Linked DNA regions of Mus musculus: region 1 is linked to region 2. A link is a contact called in public targeted proximity ligation data. All regions are on one chromosome and are shown on one strand. The core of a region is the stretch at or near the end of the contact, and the rest is flanking DNA. Distances in the headings are between cores, read along the strand shown. Region 1 has its middle 22 kb from the start of Scgb1a1. Region 2 holds the start of Gng3 (guanine nucleotide binding protein (G protein), gamma 3).

Evidence for each region.
Region 1: a targeted proximity ligation map of effector CD8 T cells shows a contact between it and region 2, with 141 read pairs. A contact is called at or near these places in 14 of 39 promoter capture datasets (the 3T3-L1 cell line, the C10 cell line, the HPC-7 cell line and 10 more), 9 of 484 Hi-C or Micro-C datasets (B cells, CD8 T cells, the G1E-ER4 cell line and 5 more), 31 of 130 datasets of targeted methods (CD8 T cells, the NIH/3T3 cell line, T-cell acute lymphoblastic leukemia and 18 more) and 3 of 9 other capture datasets (adipose tissue, liver and pancreatic islet).

What each region holds. Positions count from the first base shown.
Region 1 is chr19:9,063,149-9,069,555 of GRCm38.p6, forward strand. It overlaps a transcript of Ahnak not described here. Among named protein-coding and RNA genes, the nearest start is that of Scgb1a1, 22 kb to the right of the region's middle.
Region 2 is chr19:8,834,635-8,841,080 of GRCm38.p6, forward strand. It overlaps Gng3 (guanine nucleotide binding protein (G protein), gamma 3), which reads right to left and starts at 4,612. Exons shown (of 3, transcript NM_010316.3): 1 at 4,357-4,612; 2 at 3,920-4,019; 3 at 2,295-3,637. The coding sequence starts at 4,018. The coding sequence ends at 3,509. It overlaps Bscl2 (Berardinelli-Seip congenital lipodystrophy 2 (seipin)), which reads left to right and starts at 2,833. Exons shown (of 12, transcript NM_001136064.3): 1 at 2,833-3,230; 2 at 4,942-5,150. The coding sequence starts at 5,076.

The sequences.
Region 1 (6,407 bases), core at 1,998-4,497, 230 kb after region 2:
GTCTTACTATGTAACCTAGGCCCAGTTCTCAAACTCAGACTGATCCCTGCTATAGCCTCCCGACAGCCAGCATTATGGGTATGAGCCACTACTCCTGGTTAATTGTTTGTTTTGAGACAGGGTCTCACTTTGTAGCCCTGTAGGTCTTCAATTTACAGAGATCTATCTAGATGTTTCTGCCCCGAGTACTGGGGTTAAACATTTGTGCCATCAAACGTGGCAATTGTTTGGTTGTTGACCATCTTTTTGTTCATGACTATTCTGAGGGAGCTGAATTTGAAGCTGAAGCTGGAACTCTTTTCAGTTTTTTTTGGGGGGTGGGTGGGTAGGAGGAGTGGGAGGTGCAGGTCTTGCTCTGACTGGCCTCAAACTCATAGCTCTTCTGTCTTGACCTCCTGACTAGAGATGGGCATGTACACCTCTCCCACCTCTTTGGGCTCCTTGGCAGCCCCAGAAGTAGGTCAGAATTTCTCATAGTAGACATACACAGGCTTCTAGGAAGGCAGTGATTCTGTCTGGGTTCAAGTGTTGGTCTTGCTGTTGACTCTGAGTCTCCTGGTTTATTTGTTTATTTTTGTTTGTAGACCAGGCTGGCCCCTCGAACTCAGAGATCCATCTGCCTCTGCCTCCTGAATACTGGGATTAAAGGAGTAAACCTCCACTACCTGCCCCTGGGGTGGGTTTTAAGTTTCTTTTCCTTGAGTTCTTTTCCTGAGTTCTCATGTGCTTGATAATAATGAGTAAATTTTTTGTTGTTTTTATTTGAATCAGGGGTCTTATTATGTAGCTTTTGCCAGCCTAGTACTCAGTATTTGGCACTGGCTGGCCTTGAAGTTCCTGCCTTAGCTGCTCATGCTGGGATGACAGGTGTGCCCCATCATGCCCAGCTATGGCTAGTTCTTATTCTTGCTGTCATTACTGCTCACTCCACCTCCAGGCTTCGAGTGATTCTGAATGTAATATTTCCCCGTAGAGTGAGGATGGCGCCACTGTGGTCAAATAGTCATCAGGGAAGCTGAACCAGGACCATCAGTCATTACACACACAGACACACACACACACACAGACACACACACACACAAGGATACTAATTAAAAGAGCTTTGTGGGTAAAGGTGCTTGCTGAGCAAGCCTGATGACCTAAGTTCAATCCCTGGAAGTCAGCTAAAGGTGTAGAGAACTGGCTCCACACAGTTGTCTTCTGACTATGTGTCCTCCACCCCCAAAGAATAAATAAAAAGAAAACTTCATTAATAGTACAAATGCCCCCATCTTTCTATATGTCGATCATAACAGAGCCCCTTCTGCAGACAGAACAATGGAATAAATCAATTGCGCAGCGTAGTAGGTGGAGCTCTAGGGTTCAGGCTACCCAGTTCCAGCTTTTCTCCCTGGCTAGGTGTCTGAACTTAGCCTCAGCCTCCCTCATGCTGAAAGCAGGGCAACAGAGCCATGAGAATCATAATGTCACATAAAGGTGACATGAGATTACAAAGGGAAAGTGTCCTGGATGAAGGAAGCGCTCAGAAATTCTTAACTATACTATTGTTCTCTTTGGGTTGGGCCTGTGACACATTGAGCATGTTTCATGGGAATATGTGGCTAATTATCCATCAGAGGCCACCTATCCTTGAGATTAGGTTTCTTTTCCTTTTTTGTTACTGGTTTTGCTACTATTACTACTACTACTACTACTACTACTAATTCCAATAAATGATTCTAAGCAATTACCAGCAATAGTCCCATCACTTGGCTGACTGGAAAAGGTGTGAAACAACAGAAGATAAGTGTCTGGGAATGAGGAAGTTTCTGGGAGGGAACGAGGCTAGAACAGCCTCCCTCTGACCCCATATCTTGCCTTAGGCTTATGCCATAAATACCTTATGCTCTTAGCTTCCTTTAAACTGCATTCTTGTTCCAAGGATTGACCTGAAGTTTTGGTAGAAAAGAGATGAGACCCAGACCTGTCCTTGATACAACTAAAACTCCACTAAAAAGTGGTTCTAAGACATTTGCTTTTCTTGGAGTTTCTTCCCCAGCCTTTACTGTGAATTTATGTGTGTGTCCATATTCATGAGGAGGCCAGAGGTCAATGTCTGGTGTCTTCCTTGATCATCCACAATGACTTTTGTTTGGTTTGGTTTGGTTTCTTGAGGCAGGGTTTCTTTGTGTAGCTCTGGCTGTCCTGGGACTCACTCTGTAGACTCTGGAGCGGGGTGGTCAGTAAAGCCTGCCAGTAAGACCAAAGGGCTGGGGTTATGAGCAATGCCACCAGCTTTTATGTGAGTGCTGGGGTTTTAGACTTAGCTTCTTATACTTGTTTGTTTGTTTGTTTGTTTTGTTTTGTTTTGTTTCGAGACAGGGTTTCTCTGTATAGCCCTGGCTGTCCTGGAACTCACTTTGTAGACCAGGCTGGCCTCGAACTCAGAAATCCGAAATCCACCTGCCTCTGCCTCCCAAATGCTGGGATTAAAGGCATGCGCCACCACGCCTGGCTGTTCTTTATACTTGTATGGCAGTCACTTTATCTTCTCAGCCCCTAGGCTGGACAGCCTACCTTTCTTCCTTTTGGGAAAGTGAGGATGTTCTAGGCAGGGAGGCAGCAGTAGCATGCAGAGCATGTCTAGCAAGTTCTGTGTGGCATAGCACAGCTGGAGTGTTTTACAGCAGGCAGGGTATAGTGAGACCTTCCTGTGAGGAGCAGGAAGCCACTGGTGGTTTTCATGTAAGAAAGAGACATGAGTTTGCTTTTGTTTTGATCGACATCCTAACCATCAATCATAACAGCAATTATAGTGATCAATAGAAACCATGATTTTTGTGCTAGGCATTAGCTAAAATGCTTCAACATGACTCATCTTATTTAATCCTACCTTAGAGCTGAGCTAGGAGAGTCCACAGAGCCCATTCACTCAGCAGAAGGGCGGAGACAAGCCAGCTGTCCAAACAGGAAGTTAATGCTGTTAACCGTTCCTCAATCTCCCTAAACCTTGGTGTCTTCATGTCTGATCTTAACTTCATAGATATTTTATTCATGTAAAACACTTGGCACAGTGCCTGGAACACTATAACAACGCAGTAAGGGTTAGTCATTGTGACTTTTGTGGCTGTTTCCCACTTTAGAGTGTCCCCTGGTATGCCAGGTGCTGGGTGGTACCAGTAAAATCGCATGGGTTGGAACCAGTAAACTGGGCTCATAAAGCCGTTCCTGTCACTGTAGGGTGAAGAAGAGGGTGTGCTCTCTGCATCTGCTAGTGCACTCTTTGGTTGCCTTGGTAACCAGTCTAGACACCTGGCTCTCCCAGCAGCTGGTGCTTCTCTAGCTCAGGCCTGGGAAAATCTGTGTTGTTCCACAGTGGTTTCTCTGAGTTCATCCCTTTCTTTCCGCTCTGTGTTTCTGCTGCAGCTTAGTGTGTATGCGTGTATGTATGTGTTTGGGTATGTGGGTATGTGTGTGTGTATTTGGGTATGTGGGTATGTGTTCATCTCACAAACGCCATAGTGGAAGATGAGCTGAAGGGAGCAGAGGCAGCAACTGACTCAAATTCATTAGTGGAGAACTCATGAGCACTGGGAGGGTTACAGATGGAAGTAGAGAGAGATAGATTTTAGGAATGTTTTGGATTTAGAGTTGATAGGCTGTGACAATTTAACACCACAAGGAGAAGTGAAGAAAAAGCTTTCTCTCCCCTAAAAACTCAAACACATCCCTTTGTTTTCTTTTCTGCCTTTGTTCAGAGGAACATATCCACCTGTGTGATGTCTAATCTCACTTCTAGGCTGGTCATTTCTAGTTAATTAGCTTCCCTGTTTTTAAATTAAAATTCTTAAAAAATTTTTTTTTTTTGTTTTGGTCTTATATGTCTGAGTTTTTTTTGCCTGAATTTTGTTTTGTTTGGAAACAAATCTCAGCTTGTAGCTCAGGTGGGCCTGGGTCTCTCAGCAGTCCTTTTGCCTTAGTCTCCTGAGTGCTGGAGTTACAGGTGTGTGCTGCTACCCTCTTTTCTTGGCAGGCAAATTCAGCATTTATACAATAGAAGTCAAAACCGGAATCCAGAATGATTCCCTTCCCCTCTCTGGAAGCTGCTTCTCCTCCTGTGAGCGCCACTGTGGTCCAGGCAGAAACAAAACCGTGATGAACTGTGGGTGCTCCCACCTCCCCACCCGCTCCTCCGTGCTCCTCATCTCCCCACCCGCTCCTCCTGCCCCCTGAGGGCAACACCATTACTACTTTGGAAATCCCCACATGGGGCTTCTGTGCAGCCACCTCCGCTTCTCTTCACAGTTTCTCTGCCTCTCATGCAGGTTCTGCATTTCAACCACAGGGGTCTCCAGGGCTACAAATCTGCCTCTCCACCTTGACTTCCAGCTGCCTGGCACTTTCGGCATGACTACTCACTTTCTGTGCTGTCTAAAGTTCTATCTCAGATCTCAGCTTCCTCAATAGCCCCTATGTAAGTCATTTTCTTTATCTTGGCACCCTTGTACTCCCCTAGATGTAGCTAGTCTTTCCTCCCATGCTCTACCAGGGTTCTCACTGTCTGTCAGGATGCTCTTTCTTGGCTTTGCTTGGCCCACGTCTTTCCAATCTTTAAATCCCAGTTAAGTCTTCCCTGCTAGATCACTACTTACCACCCAAGCAGGTTCCACAACCCCATTTACATGGCTGGCTGCTGAGCCCTAGTGACCTGCATGTTTCTGCCTTGCTGGTGCTGGGATTGCACGGGTCCTGGGGACTGAATTTAGCTATTCTCATTTGCATGGCAAGCACTTTACCTCCACTAAGCTATCTCCTCAGCCTGAGGGTAAAAGTTTTGAACCAAGGTAGGATAGTAGATCTCCATGCTTTGAAGGATCCACAGGGACAATCAGATGATTGTCACTGAGATGGGGCACTTTTCTGAGAAAAGGCAGATGCATTTTACACGGTCTTAACCAACTGTTTCTTTTCATTCAGCCTGTGTCCTGACCTCACGTTCGGTCTCACCTACCCCAGGCTGGCCTGGAATATACTTGATTTGTAGCTGATGATGATCCTGAACTTCTGATCTTTTTGCCTCCACCTCCTATGCTACTATTATGGATGTGAGCCACTATGGCTGATTTACGTGTTGCTGGTGATCGAACCAAAGACTTTGGACATGCCAGGCAAGCATTGCCCTAATGGAGCTACATGCCTGGTCACACAATATGAAGATTTTTATTTATTGTCTTTTTTATAGTGTCTCCCCACTGCAATGTGAACTCTAGAAGAGGGTAACCTGGCAGCCCAGAACAGACATGTCTCTTTAGTCCTTTTTATTGGTGGAACATTGGTGGTAGACATGTTATTCCTAGAGCTAGCTAATCTTTTCCTGCAGGTAAGAAAGGCTTCGTACCTGAGCTTCAATCAGGGACTGTCTAACCCACTGAAATCAAAGAATCACTTTTCCATTTGTAACCCAAAAGGATTCTGCTACCCAAGGAGAAGCAATGGCTTGGGGCTAAGCACTGAACACTGTTTTCCATACACACACAGGGCTGACGGATACAGGGAGATCAGGTGGGGTGGATGCTGAGGAGCAGCCTCTGCATTTGATGCTTAACAGCCCTTTAGCTCTTGAGATGACAGCTTTTATAGAGTTGCTGGGCTTTCCTACTGATGTAAGGGCTTAGGACTTACTGACACTCGGGAGGAGAAGGTAGACTATCAGGAAGTTGGCTGCTGAACCTAAGAGGACAGTGGGACAGTCACTGTGGAGGGACAGTACAGGAGGTGGACATGGGAGGTCTTCTTCATTTGAGGCTGATTTTGAGAGAAGAGGCATCAGGAGAGAGAAGTTAAAGGTTTTTGTTGTGGTGGATTGTGTGAGTGCATGCGCACGTTTGTGTGTGCACACATATGTGTACAGGGGCAATTGCATGTGTGTGTGCATGTAGAGGTCTGAACTCAACCTTGGGTGCTGTTCCTCAGGTACTGTCCACCATGTTGTTGTTTTTTGTTTGTTTGTTTGTTTGTTTGTTTGAGACAGGGTCTCTCACTGGCCTGGGGCTCACAGACTAGTTTAGGCTGGCTGGCTGCTGAGCCCTAGTGACCTGCATGTTTCTGCCTTGCTGGTGCTGGGATTGCACGGGTCCTGGGGACTGAATTTAGCTATTCTCATTTGCATGGCAAGCACTTTACCTCCACTAAGCTATCTCCTCAGCCTGAGGGTAAAAGTTTTGAACCAAGGTAGGATAGTAGATCTCCATGCTTTGAAGGATCCACAGGGACAATCAGATGATTGTCACTGAGATGGGGCACTTTTCTGAGAAAAGGCAGATGCATTTTACAACACTAGGACAGGACATGAAGACGCCCAACTGCCTGCAGATGCGTTTTTCTTTTGTGGGAAAATGGGCTGACGCTGATGTTTTGAGATTGTATTT
Region 2 (6,446 bases), core at 3,362-5,861:
AACCTGGTGTGTGCTTAGAGTAACATCTTTATTTTTAATTTTATTTATATATACAAGTGTTTTACCTGCATCTGGGTCTACCACATATGCAGTACCTTCGGAGGCTAGAAGAGGGCATTGGATCCCCTGGAACTGCAGTGTCCCATGGTTGTGAGCTTAAATGGTGGTGCTAGGGCTGGAGACATGGTTCAGTGGTTTAAGAGCAGTGACTGCTCTTCCAGAGGTCTTGAGTTCAATTCCCAGCAACCACATGGCACATTACAACCATCTGTAATAGAATCGGATGCCCTCTTCTGGTGTATCTGAACCACACAACATTTAAAAACAAAACCATAAATACAAAATTTTAAAATAGACACACACAAAAAAAATCCTTTTAAATGGTGGTGCTAGGAACTCTGAATCCTGATTCTCTACAGCCAGTAGAACAGCCAGTGCTCCTAACCACTGAGCCATCTCTCTATCCCTCTTGTACTAAGATCTTGAGCCATTAGAATGGAAAATTTAACTCTTGGGCTCTGCTAAAATAATCAGTTAGATTTTTGATGTTTTGTTTATGAAATCCATTAAGTATGTGATATTACCTAAGAAGGAAAGTCTTCATTTTTCTATTGAATTTGAAGAATGAAAGCTACAGAAACTTTGTTTTGTGTTTGTTGTTTTGAAGCTGGGTATTGGCTATTGTAGCCTAGGCTGCAACCATACCAGGCTCAGGAGGACTTTGGGTTTTTTGCCTGTTAGCACGCATGAGCCACAGTACACCTGTGAAGATCGAAGGATGACTTGGGAGTCTCCTTTCTACCATTTAGGACTCAGGAATTGAATCCAGTCATCAGACTTGATGACAGGAACTTCTACCCACTGAACCATCTTAGGCTCCATTATTGGCATTTTGGAGCTGATTATAATTAGTGTTCAGCCTGACGTGATATCGAATGCCTTTGTCCTAACACTAGATAGGCCAAGACAGGAGAAATGCTATGAATTCAAAACCAGAATATTCCAGATCAACTTGGCCTACAGAGCAAGACCCTGTTTCAAAAACAACAGTAGCTTATACTGGTGTATGAATGTAATCTGAGCACTTGGAGTTGGGAGGCAGGAGGATCAGGAGTTCAGACCCTGTCTCAATCCACTGATGGTCTATTCCTAAGATTTATACCCATGAATGTTTTGTCTGCATATATCTGTGTGTACCATGCTTGTGTCTGGTGCATGCAGAGTAGGAAGAGGGCATTGGATCCTCTTGAAGTGGAGTTAAGGTCAGTTTGTAAGCCACCATGTGACTCCTTTGAGAACCCTCTTCTAGCCCTACTCTGAAACAGCTTACACCTTGTCTGTACGAGTTGCTAGGCCTGGTTCTCCTCAACCAGATAGTCACTCCTAATTTGAATAGGTATCAAATTGCATGAGAAAACTAAGATGGGTATTTTAGAGGATAAGGTAGGGCAAGGATTAACCTAATAACACATTTTAAGCACTTTTGGCTTTTTACCACATCTGAGCTGATAGAGATTAGTCTTTTTAGTCTCTTGCTACTCCCTGTGTACAGTTTAAGCATATACACATAGAAAAAAACATTCATTAGGTATTAGGCACCTATTGCATTCTAGACATTGTAAGCAGGCAGGGATTATAACAAGGATCCTTCCTGGGGTTTTCACAAGAAAGAAGGAGCAAAGGTTATAAAATACTGAAGTCTGCGTGTGTGCGCATGCACGCGCTCTAGAGAGAGAGTGTGCAGGGTACTCTTGTGGAGTCAGAAAAACTCTTGAGTTCTCCCCCACCACCTTGATGGTTGAAACTCACTGGGCCTGCAGTCAAACACCTGTACCTGTTCAGCCATTTGGTTATGACACCCAGGGAATAGTTAGACCTTCCTACCCAGAACGATTTGTCACCTAAAACTAGAACAGCCGGGCATGGTGGCGCACGCCTTTAATCCCAGCATTCAGGGAGGCAGAGGCAGGCGGATCTCTGAGTTTGAGGCCAGCCTGGTCTACAAAGTGAGTTCCAGGACAGCCAGGGCTATACAGAGAAACCCTGTCTCGAAAAACCAAAAAGAATAAAAACAAAAACAAAACAACTAGGACATTTAAATGTAGCCCAGGATCCAAAACATATATGTACGTTCACTCAGACCAAAAAGCTTCTAGGCGGTGGCCTGGATCCCCTAACCCTTTGCCGGGATCTCACTCTAGGAGGCATTCTTGAGACATGGTTTCCAGTCAGACGACATTCTGAACCCTTGTGATGTTTTCAGTTACCTTGAGGAGAAAATAAAAAAGCCCCAATTCAACAAGAAAACAAATTTATTACTTATTTAGATCCCACAGAGACCAAGGAACAGGGTGCTCCAAGATGGCCTGTTTAACACATTTGTGTTATTACATACACCTCAAAGGGAACCTCTACTCAGGCGAGATTCTTATGCAAAACTCACTCTGGGCTTCTTGGGTCCCAGTCCTAGTGACTGGTTGTTTTAAGTCAGGATTTCATTGTGTATTGTGTGTCGTCGTGGCTGGCTTGGAACTCAGAGATCCATCTGCCTCTGTGTGTGTCCAACACCTCCGGAGTGTTGGTCACCACACTGAACTTAAGAACCCATGACTGCTTTAGGTGTCTCCCCATCCCCACTCCCCGTGATTGGTCTCCAAAGCATGTCTAGTTCCAGATTCTATGGGACAGAGAACCTGACTCTGACTTTGAGAGGGCAGGGGCAGCCATTTTAAGACCAGAGGATCGCATAAGGGATCGTTCCCTATTGGGAACGCTGGGGACCGCCATTTTAAGAGCACCCTCGGCGCGTGCCTCCATGCGGGTACGAACAGGCAGCCGCCATCTTGGGCATTGGCTGCCGCGCCGAGTCGCCCTGTCCCGCCCCACGGCCTCTCGGGCCACCTCCCCCCGGGGCTGCTGTCCCTGGGCCTGCGGAAACCCACCCTGCTCGCCCTTGTGTGGTTCTCGCCGCTTACGTTGCGCGCTCGTGTGAATGCTCCGCGGCTTCTGAGCGCTCGTTTTAACAACCCCCCACTGGGGGCGCTCGGGCACCTTATACTTTGCGATCTCCAATCCTTACAATGTCTAACGGGCTCGACTGGCCCTGTTCCCTGGATATGGCAAGTGTATCGATTAAGGATCCTCTTTCCCAAGAACGCTAACACAGACGTTGTCCTCTGAGGCTCTGAATGACTTTATTCTTCAAATGCCTTTACCTTTCATAGCTCCAGGTGAGCACCCGGGCATCCCCCTCTCCATTGCCTGAACGGATGGATCACCGAGGGAAACAGGCAGGATTTTGGCAGTTTAGCGGGGTCCCTTTATAGATAGAGTAGAAGGTGCTTGGAGTTAGCCTGAAAGGGTGAGGAGATGGGGTAGACATGGGTAAGGAGGGCCTTGTGCTTCAAATAATCTCCGGGTAAATGCGGGTAGAAGTGATCTACTACAATTTCCAATCTAAGGGCGGGTCTGGGAGGGGGCGATGAGTTCAGAGGAGGTCCACCGCTCTTCAGAGGAGCGCACAGAAGAACTTCTTCTCCCGGAAGGGGTTCTCGGAAGTGGGCACAGGAGTGATGAGGGGGTCCTCACAAGCGTGGGCATCACAGTATGTCATCAGGTCTGCTGCTGCCTTGGACACCTGGAACCCAGCCAGGAAGGGATACATTAACCAGAATTCCTGAAAGGGACTGCAGTTCTCTTCTCCAATAGACTATCTTTTTGTTTCTAGTGCCCTTTGAGACAGCCCTCTCCCCCAACGCCAGTCCTCGGGAACAACTTTGCTGACAAAGCCCAGTTTCTGCCACTGACCTCAGGGTGTCAAGAAAAGAAGCATCTTTTCTTGGGGGGAGGGGGGAGGGGAGGGTATTGCAAACCCACAGCTGAGCCCTGAAGGGCTGATGGGAGCCAGGGTCGCACCCACCTTTATCCGGCACAAGCTGGCCTCAATCTTAAGCTGTTCCACCATCTTGCGTGCTTGACCAATACTCATAGTGCTGTTAACGGGGGTCTCCCCTTTCATCCTGGAGTAAAGACAGTCAGCTGAAACACTCAGCTCTTCACAACCACACACCTGGGATTGTGCCCCCATTCTCCAGTGGCCATCCCAGGTTTTTTTTTCTTTCTTTTTTTTTTTTTTTTTTAAGTAGGGAGAATGGAGAAGATAAAATGAAATATTCTCCTAACCCCTGGGTCCTGGTCATCAAATTATACAAACGATTTAAGGATTTTAAGTCTTTGAGCCAAATATGTTACCAGCAATGAAAGCCTCAGTCAGAAAGAGCCCCACCCTGATGAAATCACATCAGCCACCTGTCCCCCCTCAAGCCCTGAAGAGAAAAAAAGCTGCTTTCTACTCACCTGAAGTAACAGCAGCGGCAGCCAGGGATGTAGGGTCAGTGGGGAGGGGGCACCAAACCCTGCCTCAGATAGGTGCCCCACCCTGCCAGGACTTGGAGCTAAAAATATCCGTAGCACTGACAGTTAATGCAGAGAAGGTCACTAGAGATGCTCAGACGAGATCCTTGGAGGGGTGGTCTCAGTCTCCACAGCTTAAGTTCTGCCCAGATGGCTGGTACCTGAAGGATGAAGGATGCTAGAAGGAGCTGCTGATTCTGGCGCATACCAACTGCCTGGACAGTGGGGGAGTCAGTCTGCTGTTTGCATCCCCTGTGCACACCCTCACTGCTGCTCTCTCACTACCTGCCCCTGCCATTGTACAAGTCCTTAGTCTAAACTAGATAGCTCCCCAAAGGGCCTGAGGCAGAAGCAGGCTCCCCTCTCAAATGGGGTGGTCTGGGCCTGTGACAGCCCCTGCATTAGAGTCTGTCCCCACTGCGGAAGACCCTGCTCATTTGAAAGTCTGACATCAGCTGGGCTGCTGCTCCCCCACCCCCACCCCCACCCTGACACAGCACTTAGCACCTGAATCTTGGTTTCTTTCAGTGACCCACCGTTCTTCAGAGCTAGGAAAATGTAACACTCTACAGGTGATCAGCTTCTAGATCACCACTTTCTACCACGTGAGTGACGCGAGCTGGGAGACCCAGAGGTAACCCATCAGGAAGATAGCTAAAGAAATGATACATCAAAGAAGAGAAGCTGGGGCAAGAGAGACATGCAGAGACCAGATCAAAGGATCAGACAAAGACGAGGTAAGGCACCTTGCCACGAGAGTTAGTGTGAATGTTGTGAACACAGGTGGGCTTCTCGGAGTGGGGAGTAGGGTGGCAAGAGTTGGCACTGGGGAAATAGGGAATCGATTGGAAATTTTTCATGTAATTTGAGTGGATTACTACTATTCAAAAAGATGTGCATTGGCCTTGCCTCCTGGAGGACGTTATCCAGACGATGCCACCATCAGAAATCTAGTCTCATGGTTTTTTGTAGGGATTTTGAGGTTGGCTGCATCACGTGGGTCACAGAAGGTCAATCACGCAGCATAAAAACTGGAGACTGAAAGGGGTTGAAATGCCGCCACGCTTGACTAGCGGACGGCACCATCTGCGCACACAACACACAAGATTCAGATTCTGGCAGGGTGCAAGGCTCTCTGAGCTCCAGTTGGACTCCTACAGGCCCAAGGAACTCTACTGAATTTACAAAAAACAAACAAACAAAACAAAACAAAACAAAATCAGCATTTATTTCACACCTCCATTCAATCACACTGAAAAGACAGGTGGTAAAGGTATGGGCAGAGGGTTGTGGTTGAGGCCTGGAAAGGAGGACCAAGGAGTCCCAGACTGCGTTGGAGATTATAATGGGTCCTTTGGTCACTTAACTAAAGTGTAATGGGCAGAGACACTGGGGAGCAAAGCATTTTACAGGCTCTGCCCTCTATGCAAGGCTCAGCCCCTGTAGGCGATTGACAGTTGGGCGGGGCTTCCTCGGCAGCCGGAACTGCCTTCTGTATATTGCCTGGGCAGCGAGAGGCCGGTGAGTCTGCCTCGCCGCGGTGGCGATCTGGTGTACACCGCATTACCCCAGGGGTGGGCGCCGCAGCGTCGGCCACAGGGTGCTGTGCGGGGGTAGGGGTCACTTCCTCCGTGAGCGAGCACAGGTCCAGGCAGAGGAAAGAAACTCTTGGGAGGCAATTTTGACTGCTCTAAGGCTGCTGGCTTTGAGCCAGACTGGCCGGCTGTGCAACCTTAGGCAAGTCACTCACCTCCTTGCAAACCTCTGGCATTTTGGATCCATGTCATCTGGGTTTCGAGAGAGATTTAAAGGCCTCGTTCTCTGTACGTTATACTTCTGTGAATGTATCAAGGAGGTTTGTCCCAGGCTCCCGAAACTGGAGGAAGAGGCTGGAAGCACACTCAGTGGAGGGAGGTGAAGGAGTAATTGGAAGAGAAGCGCATGTGAAGCAATGACTTTGCTTTGCCCTGCTACCTCTAGTTTTCAAAGCCAGTTGAATAAGCTTTTTTGTCTCCAGCTACCCTGGAAAAGAA